Linked DNA regions of Zea mays: region 1 is linked to region 2. Evidence: chromatin contacts called from public Hi-C data. All regions are on one chromosome and are shown on one strand. The core of a region is the stretch at or near the end of the contact, and the rest is flanking DNA. Distances in the headings are between cores, read along the strand shown.

Evidence for each region. Hi-C and Micro-C count contacts between places; a contact is called where the count stands out from the background.
Region 1: a Hi-C map of leaf shows a contact between it and region 2, with 2.6 times the contacts expected there. The contact joins the promoter of LOC100191306 here to the enhancer-like site in region 2. A contact is called at or near these places in 5 of 25 Hi-C or Micro-C datasets (ear, endosperm and leaf).

The regions. Positions count from the first base shown.
Region 1 is chr5:40,663,692-40,669,218 of Zm-B73-REFERENCE-NAM-5.0, forward strand. LOC100191306 reads left to right here and starts at 2,290. Exons shown (of 2, transcript NM_001136740.1): 1 at 2,290-2,808. The coding sequence starts at 2,386.
Region 2 is chr5:40,624,522-40,629,944 of Zm-B73-REFERENCE-NAM-5.0, forward strand. It overlaps LOC100277163, which reads left to right. Exons shown (of 3, transcript NM_001407176.1): 2 at 685-807; 3 at 1,809-2,223. The coding sequence ends at 1,963. Among protein-coding and RNA genes, the nearest start is that of LOC100277163, 8.0 kb to the left of the region's middle. Within about 2 kb of position 2,815, at least 17 of the 20 cell types and tissues checked have an H3K27ac peak or open chromatin away from gene starts, as enhancers often do. A contact at or near this core is called in ear and leaf, where this site is marked.

The DNA.
Region 1 (5,527 bases), core at 1,040-3,539, 39 kb after region 2:
GCGACTTTCACTTTCCCTTCGGCATTCCCCAACCACTCGAAGTTGGATATGTTCTGTTTGATAAGTACTCTTGCACTAAGTCTCTAGTACTGATGTGCCCAGCCACCACTCTAAATTCTACTTCGGCCAATTGGCAAGGGGCCCCCAACTGCATGTTGCACAAGGGTCTGGTCATGCCGAAGTTCAGCTTCAAGGGACTCATCGCCATACTCATGAGTTTTTCCCTTCTCTTCTCATCAGCTTTCATGTAAAACCATTCATTAGTCCACCCGGTTGGCCACTTGGTGTGATAGCCAATAACCGGGGCCTTCGTATCCTTCCGATACGCAAAATTATAACAACCAAAGTTCTTGTGAAGGCCATCTGCTCTAGCTTTCGTCTGGTAATGTAACTCGTGTACCCGGTAGAAAGCTTCGGCATTAGCATCCATCCCTTGGCTTCGGAGAGCCCATATGAAGACGCTAAGTCTAACAATAACATTGGGGGTCAACTGATGAAGGTATATTTCAAAGTTCTTTAGAACCTCCCCTATCATGTCATTTAGGGGGAATCGAAGCCCTGCTCTGAAGAAGCTCTTAAAGACAATAACTTTGTCCTCCCTCGGCTTTGGAGTCATCTCCTCCCCAGCAAATCGAACAAGCTTGCCCTCAGACTCCCCGAAGTAGCCCAGTTTTTTCATCATAGTCATGTCATCTTCTGTTACAGTGGATTTCCAAATTCAAGATGACTGGGCTTCGCCGGGTTCAGAATGCTGTTATCCTCTTTGCTCTCATTATCACTCTCACCCTCAACCACAGTTTGTACAACTTCGGCATTGGAAGCACCTTCGTCAGCAGCTTCCCCTGGCACAATTAGACCTGATCGCTTCATTACTTCTGATATTGGTGTTGTTTCGGTAGCTTCGGCCTCGTCCCCCTCACGACACACCCTAGCGGTGGAACGAACTCTAACCATTTGTGTTTATGCTTCTTCTAAGACGAAGCTAATCACGAGTGACAAAGCGTTTACTCGAAAATGCAATATAGAGAACTTCGACTATGGTTAGATTTTTTTAACAGCACAACAGTGCAATAGCAATGAATGCTGTGGTAACTCCTCACCAACCCGTCTGTTTATATAGTGCTGCAGGGGGAGAAGGTGAACCGCCACGCTGCTCGCACTGGCTGACCGGTGGACCGTCCGACGTCCAGAATATTATAATCGTTTCTCGACAACAAGCTCAGGGAATGTGTTTTTCGGACCTTCGACATTCTGAAACCTTCGTGTTTTCGCGAATCGAGCTCGTTATGAAAAACGATCTAGCACCGCGAAGGGGCTACTGTTGTGAGTCTTCTCCTCCGCCAAAGGTCCTCAGGGCAAAAACACCTTCGACAAGACAATACAAAGGCAGGTGTAACATAAAGATATAATGCATGTTTGGTTTGTGGCTAAATGTGCCATACTTTGCCTAAGGTTAGTCGTCCAAATTGAATAACTAACCTTAGACAGAAAAGTTAGGCAAAGTGTGGTAATTGAGGTAACGAACCAAACATGCCTATAAGCCGAAGATGATGCGAACAAAAGCCGAAGCTACGACTGAAAGAGCTTCGGCTTGGCATTGTGATAAAGGCGAAAGAAGATACCGACTTAAAGAGAAAAAGACTATATAGTTCTTAATAGCTTGTATTATTATTATAATTAGTTAACATGGACATGGATATAATTTTGTCCGGGCTGCGTCCCGTGCCTATAAATAGATGAACAGTACCCCAGTACTGTTCACGATGGTTTCTAATCGCTCTTACGTCATTCTCACATTTTTATCTTATGGCAAGCCGAATGTATCGATGTAAAATAAATAACGTGAATATTTATGAAATGTGAATATAAATGATTTATTGATATATCATCATTATTTATATTCTTTTATATTTCATATACATTCGTTTATATTTGTACTGAGATGATGAAGGTATGTCCTCCATAATCTTCGTTTGGAGATCATTATACCCGAAAGAAGATAATATGTAGAAGGACGAATGTCTTTAATCGTTAACAATTGTGTTGCTTTGTTCTTGATGTATATCATTCGAGAACAAGGATCAACCGTGAGTATTATTGTGAGCCGTCGCAACGCACGAGTAACCGACTAGTAAGACTAAAAATTATTCCAAATAACTTGTTATATTATAAATTACACAATTATTTTAGTTGGAATCCTTGCTTGAGTAGATTCCTGAATAATCGAATGGACCCCAAGTGCATCCGCATTCCACCCGGAACCGCGGTCTCAGCGCTCAGATGGCTCAGATGTCACCCACCCGCAACAAGTGCGTCCTAACCGCCATCTGAGCGCGTTCTTGTCCACCCTAACCTGGTGCCTCTCACGGCCGCATTCGCACCGCGATGAACTACGCCGCAGCCGCCACTAACGCCCCCGCGGCGGCGCCCGCGGCAGCGCCGGCGTCGGGCACAGAACACGCCCACTACCCGTATTACGCTGGCTATTCTTATCCCTACGGCGCCTATCACCAACCTGCCCCGCCCACGTACTCCTCCGCCGTGGCCGCCGCCTCGTCATCCTACTACTACCCCGTCCCTGCCGCCGCGTCGTCCACCGCCGCGCAGTACGACCCCTATTCGGGTTACCAGCACTACAGTCACCCGGAGGGAGGAGGCTCGGCGGGGGCTGGCCTGGTGGGCTGCTACAGCACCGTCGGCGAGGCGTTGCAGCAGGCCGCGGTAGCATCGACGACGCAGGCTGCTCTGGAGGCGACCACAAAGGAGGCGGGGAAGCAATTCGGTTTCGATCCCCAGAGCTACGCTCAGGTTAGGACGCCTCAGGATTCCATTTTGACTCCGAGTTTTATTTATTTATTTATATTTGTCCGCCGTAAATTTAGGTGGAATTACGAGATTTGATCTCTTAAGAATCGAATGCTTGGTAATTCCCTCCCCGGTGATTTGGTGATCTGTTGTTGTTCTATTTGTTTGAAATTAGGGGGAGGTTTGCTAAATGCAATGAACAAATCTTAGGTAGTTTGGTTCCTTAATCTCGTAACATAACCAATCAACAGGGTTTGCCTGATTAACAGTGTCGGAGCTTGATGACAAATGTAGGAGGGGCCAAGCTATGTAAATCTTAGGGCATCACGCTGTTGCATTTACTAAAGAACCATACTTTATTTTGTTTAATAAAATCTCATTGTTATTTGGTGAATTGTTGAACTTCGGAATTATGTCTTCTATGCTAGTTTGAACAAGAAGTAATCTAAAAGAAGTGCGTCACATGTTTAGATTTATTGAGTCTTACATGACCATAGATAGGTTCTAGTCAATTCTCTTTTTTCATGGATAAATACATAGTATATGTGATGCGTTGAGGGGATTATTTCATCTGATTAGCTCTTGAGCAATTGATTAGGTATAAAATTGTATTTTTAAATTTTATTTAAATCTTTTGGATGTAGCTATTTTGTTCCGATCTATTTAGAAGGTAGGGCAGCCCATTGGAGAGAACCATAAAGTAGTTAACTAGGCCTCAGAGCTGTGTGTGGACAGCATCGAAGGCGAGCTCCCATCAGCTGGTCAAGGACTTTCTGCTCCCTAATCTTAATATCATCAATTGAAGATGTCTTACAAATACTATATGAAACTAGGCACTGGCCCGTGAGTTGCTACAGGCACATAATTTTTTGAGCGAAGTAATGTAATGCAAACATCTGGTAAATATATTAAGATGGATACAATTTCATAAAAATAACAGCAAAGAGAAATCATGTCAGTCCTTTATGAGTCCCATGTATAATTAGACATAAGCTTGTGATACCCAATCTGGATCCACTAACTATATAATCCTAATCAAGATCTATTACTAACATAGAACACAATACCATGTTGGACCTGATTTTATGCTACAAGCGTTAAGCACTCCGATACATGGAGTGTTATGGTTGCTAGATCGGTGAGGGATTGGAGCTGCTAGTGGAGGCGGAGTGAACAGTACCCGCCAATGAACAGTAGATGCGTAGAGGGGATTGGAGAGGGGGATCGATGGGCAGAAACGCCACCCGGGGGCCTCTGCCCACGCCCGAGCAAGAGGAGGATTTCTCCCTTCTAATTCTTGCCTACTTTATTTCTCATCCATTGATTACATAAATAGTCCGTCTGGCCGCCCCTATCTAGCTAGAGATCCTTATCTTCTTAAAACTCTCAAAAAACTACTAACTGATAACCTTCCTAGATAATCTCAACTATTCTTCTTATCCTTTGACCTGCGCTCCTTGCTGCTGCTCCTTGCCGCATTCCCCTTGGGCCCTGACAGGTCCTGACCGCAGCCCCCTTGGGCCCTGACAGGTCCTGACATGTAGATACTCCTCCATATCTAAAGTTCTAGACAAACAATTTTACTATTATTTCATTCACTTCACAAACAATTCTGAAAACAGAGAATAGCAAAAGTTTGTTATTCTGAAAACAGATAATAGTGTTAAAAACAGACAGTGCAATAATAATGTTCTCTGAAATACAGAATAGCAAAACATCCAAAAGAACTCTTACAAACATGGTTTGAACGCAAATAATAGAGCGCTGCAGCTATTACACGATTTAGTGTGGTCACCTATGTGAAAATTTGACCAGTGATACTGTTTGTGTCTTCGGTAATATCTATTAGCAGAAACTATGAGAACAACGGTTTTTTTCTAAGGAAAATTATGGCATTTTGTAACCCAATTTGAGTGCCCTAGAAACAGAAGTGTTTAAACTGGAGCATTCCCTTATTTTTCCTAGATTCGTTGTGTGGGTACAACTGTGCAGGGGTGACCAAATGTTGCCAACAGAAATAATTTGATTTTGCTTCTGTGTAATATGAATTCTTAATGCTCTGGTTCGTATATGAAACTGCATAGGATCATGGTTTCAAAGGTGTCGCCTAGGCGTCCAGGCGGCCAAAAAGTCTAGGCGTCCCCGTCGCCTAGCCAAGAGTCGGCAAGAGGGGAGGGGGAAGAAGCCTAGCAGAGACGACTTTGGGGAGCGGGATCGGGGGAGCGGCGGCGCAGGGAGTGCCGAGCTCGGGGGAGCGGCGACGCAGAACTCGGGCGAGCGGCGGTGCAGAGCTCAGGGGAGCGGCGGTGCAGAGCTCGGGGGAGCGACGACGCTGAGACTCGGGGGAGCGCCGCCGAGCTTGGGGGAGCAGGAGCAGCGATGCATGGTTGTGGACGAGCGGCGACAGTGAGATGGGAGCAACTCAGCAACCCTAACCGAAGGATATATGGGCTGCCTGCCTGCTTGGTGGGCTAGGCCATCTCTTCTACCCCTTCCTTCTTTTTTTTTCTCCCTTTTTCTTTTTCTTCCTCATATATGTTGTTGTTCTGTCTTTTCTTTAATTGGTAAGGCGTCGCCTTGCTCGCCTTAGTAAGCGCCTAGGCGTCCAGGCGATGGCTCAACACCTTGTCTCGCCTTACCGCCTTAAGAACTATGCATAGGATATACATCTTACTCAGCAATTGAATGGAGAAACCATTCTATATTTCTATTAAGGGTGTTG
Region 2 (5,423 bases), core at 1,565-4,064:
TCAGATTGGATATAATAGTAATGAGTAGAAGAAGCTTCTAGCTTCAATTGAGCATGTGCGTTGCTGAAAGCTTATAATGGTTGGCACATCTAAACCTACAAAGCCAAGACCAATCCATCAACCATCAAGAAACACCTGCGTGCCTGGCCAACTGACCACCAGCAGGTGCCGAATCAGTGTGAAGCTTAGAATCTACAACAAACATGAACACCATCCCATTGCAAAAACCCTATACGTGAGATCAGATAGAAACAAAAAAGATGCTATGTGCTTATTGGCAAGAAACGTAAGTCGCTACCCAAGGGGATGGCTGCTGCGTCACTGTCACTGCTGACCTTATCTTGTTGCTTCTGTCGGTTGCACCACCACCCCGACACTTCCTATTGCAGCGGCATCGTCATCGTGGGCCATGGGTTTGCTTCCACAGGTCACACATAGGGGTGAGTTCCCGGGCCAGGGTGAGGAAAATTCTGGGATTGGCTAGGTTACAATCCCCATTGGGCTCAACCGTGCACCTCTTCGTGGGCCAGGTTTCTATCCAGGCTGCAGTGACTAAATAGCTATTTTTATGTATAATTTTCATCTAATATTGTGCAGATGGTCTCACATGAATACTGCTCAGCACCTTACTGCTGCAGCATCATCAAACAGTGATCAGCATTGTGGTTTGATAATTTGTTTTAGGAGGAGAATCCACTGTTGAGAACTGCCAGATCCTCCAGACTAGGGTGAACCGTTCCAAATCTGATAAAGCATGGGTAGCGCAAGCAGAGATGCAGGGTTTTTCCTGCGATATTATGTTTACTGGTGAGCGAATAACTTTTTTGTTTCAACCGTGGTCTTGAAATATTGGCTTGCTATTGAGCACGACTAGAAACAACAATAATTTGAGTACTAGCATTAGCATATCTTCTTGGCATTGGCAATAAATTGCATATTAGTTTATAGTTATGTTTTACATTTAAATCTGTCGATGGCAGAGAAATATATGGCATATAGTTTGAACATGGTACTATGGTAGAAGAAAAGATTATAATAGAGGCAGGGTAGAAACATTGAATTCAAATATTTAATATTTGAAAACGTGTTAGCCGTGCTAAATGGTAGTATTTCTGTTTAAGTTCACATGATGCCTTACTTTTTATTTTTCTTTACCTGGAACTACAGAAGCTCCCTTTTTACAGATAAGGGATCTCATTACTGGTTAGGTGATTTAGAGATATTTAAAAGGAAATTGTCAGATATGATATACATATATTACCATCCACAGCTTTGTTTGTTTACCTGGTAGTTAATCTATGTATGTAGTTTTCCAGTTCTGTTTGGGCCTTGTCCTGTCTTCATATTTGTTATCTCATTATAAGGTGCGACTTTGAGAGAGGACAGTGTATGTACCCAAGTTGAATGTCATAATTTAGATTGTTTTTTTTTGTATTTCAGTGCCATTAGTACTTTCTATTCGATTTAGATGTCGATAATTAGGATCTTGTTTATGCTTCATTGTGGCCATAAGCATGCTGATGTATTTCACGGATAGACTGAGCATTGATGTAAGACAGTTTCTATCGAGGAATCTTTTTTTTTTCTTCTAAAGTTTGTGTGCCAGTATCTGCTCCACTGACTGGAACAAATTCATTGGTCCAACAAATTGGATCATTGGACTGATCTCAACTCCTTGTTTAGTTTGTATCGCCAACTGTTATATACCATATTGGGCACTCAATCCGAAGCTTCGATTTATATGTGATGAAGTGTTCTTGTATATGCAGTCTGATTTGTAATTGTATTACTACTCAATCTCTGAACAGATAAGGAGCTAGATATAATTGAGATGGCTGTGTACGGGGACGTCATTCGTCCAGGGAAGCAATGTCGCTGCAGAACAGTAGCCGAGGTGCTCGGGCAGGTGAAGCCAACGAATCGCATGGCTGCATGTGAGTTACCAGACAAAGGTGCCTCTTAAAATGTATAATTCGAATAAATTGGTTTCGACCCTCACCTGTCAGAATACAACCTTTTGTAGCGCAGTTGATTCCATTCAACAGAGGAACTTGAGTTCTTTCTCACAAGTCATAATCTTGGGAAATGGATGCAGTTGATCTGCAGCCTGTGCTCATTCATGATATCTGCTCGTAAACATTCTGTTGATTTTTTTGTTGTTACATATTGATTGATGGCAACGTTATCAATGAATTGGCCCATTCCAATAATTGGGCTTGAAAATAACTACTTCGGGTGGTTCAACTCCCATGGCTGGTTTAGCTTCAGTTGGTTGGACCTGTTTAGTAAGGCCACTGTAAGGATGTGAGCTGCAACAGCCTTTGCCGAGGGGTATAGAAATGAGAAACTGAAGTTTAAATGTTGTGTTGTGATCTGTAGCCTACATGATGTGGTAACTTCGAACTTCTACGCAACCATGATTTCTACCTTAGGAGGCAAATTCCTTAGGAGCTGCTGGAGAAGGTCCTCAATTCCGTATATACCATACCACTAGAAAAGTTGTAATCCTACATGAGTCAGCTTCAAATTTTGCATTCCTAGTGCCACTTCTGTCTATACACCGTGAATGTGCTGTTATGCGCCTTGGCCCGTGGGGGGAAAAAATACAATTTTACCTTTCTCGCTCCTTTGTCCCGTCGACGGTGAACTGACCTGGAAGCAACACTGATGGCTGCTGCTTATGTGTCGGCTTCTGCACCGATTGGATGATTGACACCTCCGCTATCTTTTCCATGGACACGCTGACATGCCTGCCATGGGCTTCTGGGCCTCTCTCTTTTGCGCACCGAGATGATGGGTCGATGGTCATGGACTCATGGAGATAGACCTCTAGGCGCCGTGGCACATGCACAAGTCTTACCACCAGCCTGGCGACGGGCCCTTGAGCACAAAGACGTCTTTGTCTTTGCCTTGCCACATCTCAAGCAAAAAAAGCCGATTCTAAGAATCAACTATTAAAAACCAAAGAAAGAAATCGCAATTTACATGTAAGATAATGACTACAAACAGATTGTGGTTGCCCTATTACAGCAAAAAGTTGCTCCACCCATACGTGTTAGGTTTCACCACCTACACAACCAATAGGGTCTATAAAGTTTGGGTGTCATATTCTTTAGTGACACCGGTATATCATCAATAAAAGTTGGGAGGGCATACTAAGTGTTGATCAATTGTTTTTTATTCCTAGGAAATATAAAAAAATATAAGAAATTAGGAGTTTCTCTTTTTTTTTGCCTAACTCTTCTCCGAAGGTTAGTCAAAAGGAGAAGATGAATAAACGTGACAACAAAGAGATGAAGATAGTGTAAAAATCAAGAAGAGTAGATATATCACTCATCTAGATGTACACACTTCACATATTATTTCATTCCTTGCTTTGTATCCAACAATTACAAGCATACCTTCGGCTTCACACAAACGATAACTCGAAGGTAGTTTTGAAGGCTGAGCTAGACGAAGCTCTAGGCTATCTCCAACGTGAATTTATGCATGGCACTGTTCCCCTATTTATAGGAGAGAGGTACAACTTCGTACAGAATTACAAATATGCCCATAAAGTTTACATATATGATTTACAAGTAATACATGGGCAATATCGTCTTTTCTCCTTCTTTCTTGCTGATCAAGACTTATGGTTCCTCCTCTTCTTTGCTTCGTAGATCAAAGCCATCGATGACTAAGCAGTTGACTTCGACTCACGCCTTTGCAGTATCAATGTCCATGAAAAGCTTCACAATTTCTTTTTTGTAGTTTGTAAGTCGCTCCTGACGAAGGTTTGCTTCGCTGCCTCTTCGGGTTGTACTTGAAACACATTTTTTTTCAATCCAAAGGTGACGTGCTTTGAGGACCTTCAACAAAGTAGGCCCCAACACTAAGTTGTAATCCTCAACATTCAGTGTTCAACCGATTGGGTAATAACCAATCAAGCTCTAGTGGTCCATGTAAAAGTCAAAAAATTATTGTTGCCATCTGTTTGAGCCAAACACTAAATGAACCATACGGCCTGCGTGCGGCGTGCAGGACCTTTGGGTTCTCTTTGCGGGAGCACAGACCGTCCACAATAGATAGCTAGATCGTCCATGACTACACAGAGAGCTCCACTTCTCCTCTGCAGGCGCGTGGACCGTCCACACGTAGGCAACGATCCGTTTGTGATGGCACAAAGAACTTCGAGTGAACCAAGATCTCTCCTCCTAGGAGGGACCCTGTCAGAGAGGAAAGATCTTGGGATTGCTTTTCCGTCGACAGACCATCCAAAGCCCCCTAGACGACAAAGAGTCAAAGAGGCGAAGATTGGAGATTGGAAAACTACAATTAGGGCTAAAACTACTCCTAAGACAAGACTAATGTATAAGGTAAATAAGATAGAGTGTGTGTGTATATATATCTCTAATAATCCTTAAGAGGGTAAGGAGGGCGTACACGCACTCACCACAGCTCTGCCCTCCCTCCCGCCCGCCATTCCCGGGCCACACTCGGCCTGCCCCCGCCCTCCATTCCTGAGCCACTGCCCCCGACACCATGATAGCTGCACCCCCTCTCCCCCAGCATCCACAACGTCATGCCCCCGCCCGGCTTCCCCGCCCAACGACCCCACTCCCCCATCTCCCGCGGCTTAGGCGGGGGAGATCGCCGTGCCACTACCATCGCCTCCATGCCTCAGCGCAATAGCCGTTGTCCCAAAGTCGTCGCTTGAATCCCCCACCCCCGCGGCTTCATCCTCCCCAAAGTCGTCGCTGAATCCTCCTCCCCCGCTCGCCATGGCACACCACAGAGCACCATGCCCTCCCGTGGCCTCCTGTCGCGACGACGTTGTGGCTCCCCTAGCCCATGCCACGCGGGAGGTGGTACTCTGCGGCGCAGGGGCTCCAAGATGGCAAGCACGAGATCCCCAGTGGCCCCAACCAAACTCCAATCAGTGGGAAGAGAAATGGATCGTAGATCTGTGAACTCCGTGCCCCCGCCCTCCACCCACGCGTCCGTTCCCCTGTGCCCGAGATCTCGCATCTGCATCCACCGATTCCGCCACCACCTCCTCCTCCTCTCTCCCTCACTGCGCGTCCGCATCCGCCGATTCCGCCACCTCCTCCTCCTCGCTCCATCTATGGAAGGCCCCCACGCAACAACCCATCTCCGCTCTACTCACCTCGATTCCCCTCATGGCCATGGCGACGATGGATGCCACCACGCTGACGGCGCTGCTCAAGGAGGCGGTCGCCGCCTTCTCGACCCGCCGCGCAGTTGTCGTACTGGGCAGGCTGGAGCTCACGCACGCCGCCCTCGACGCGACGGCCGCACGACTCGCCGCCGACACCGAATTTCTCCTGGGCCACGTCGTTGCGCTCCCTTCCCCAACACCATCGAGGTTCTTCTCCTTCTTTCGAATTTGATTGGTCATGTTCTTGCCTACGCAACGCGGAGCC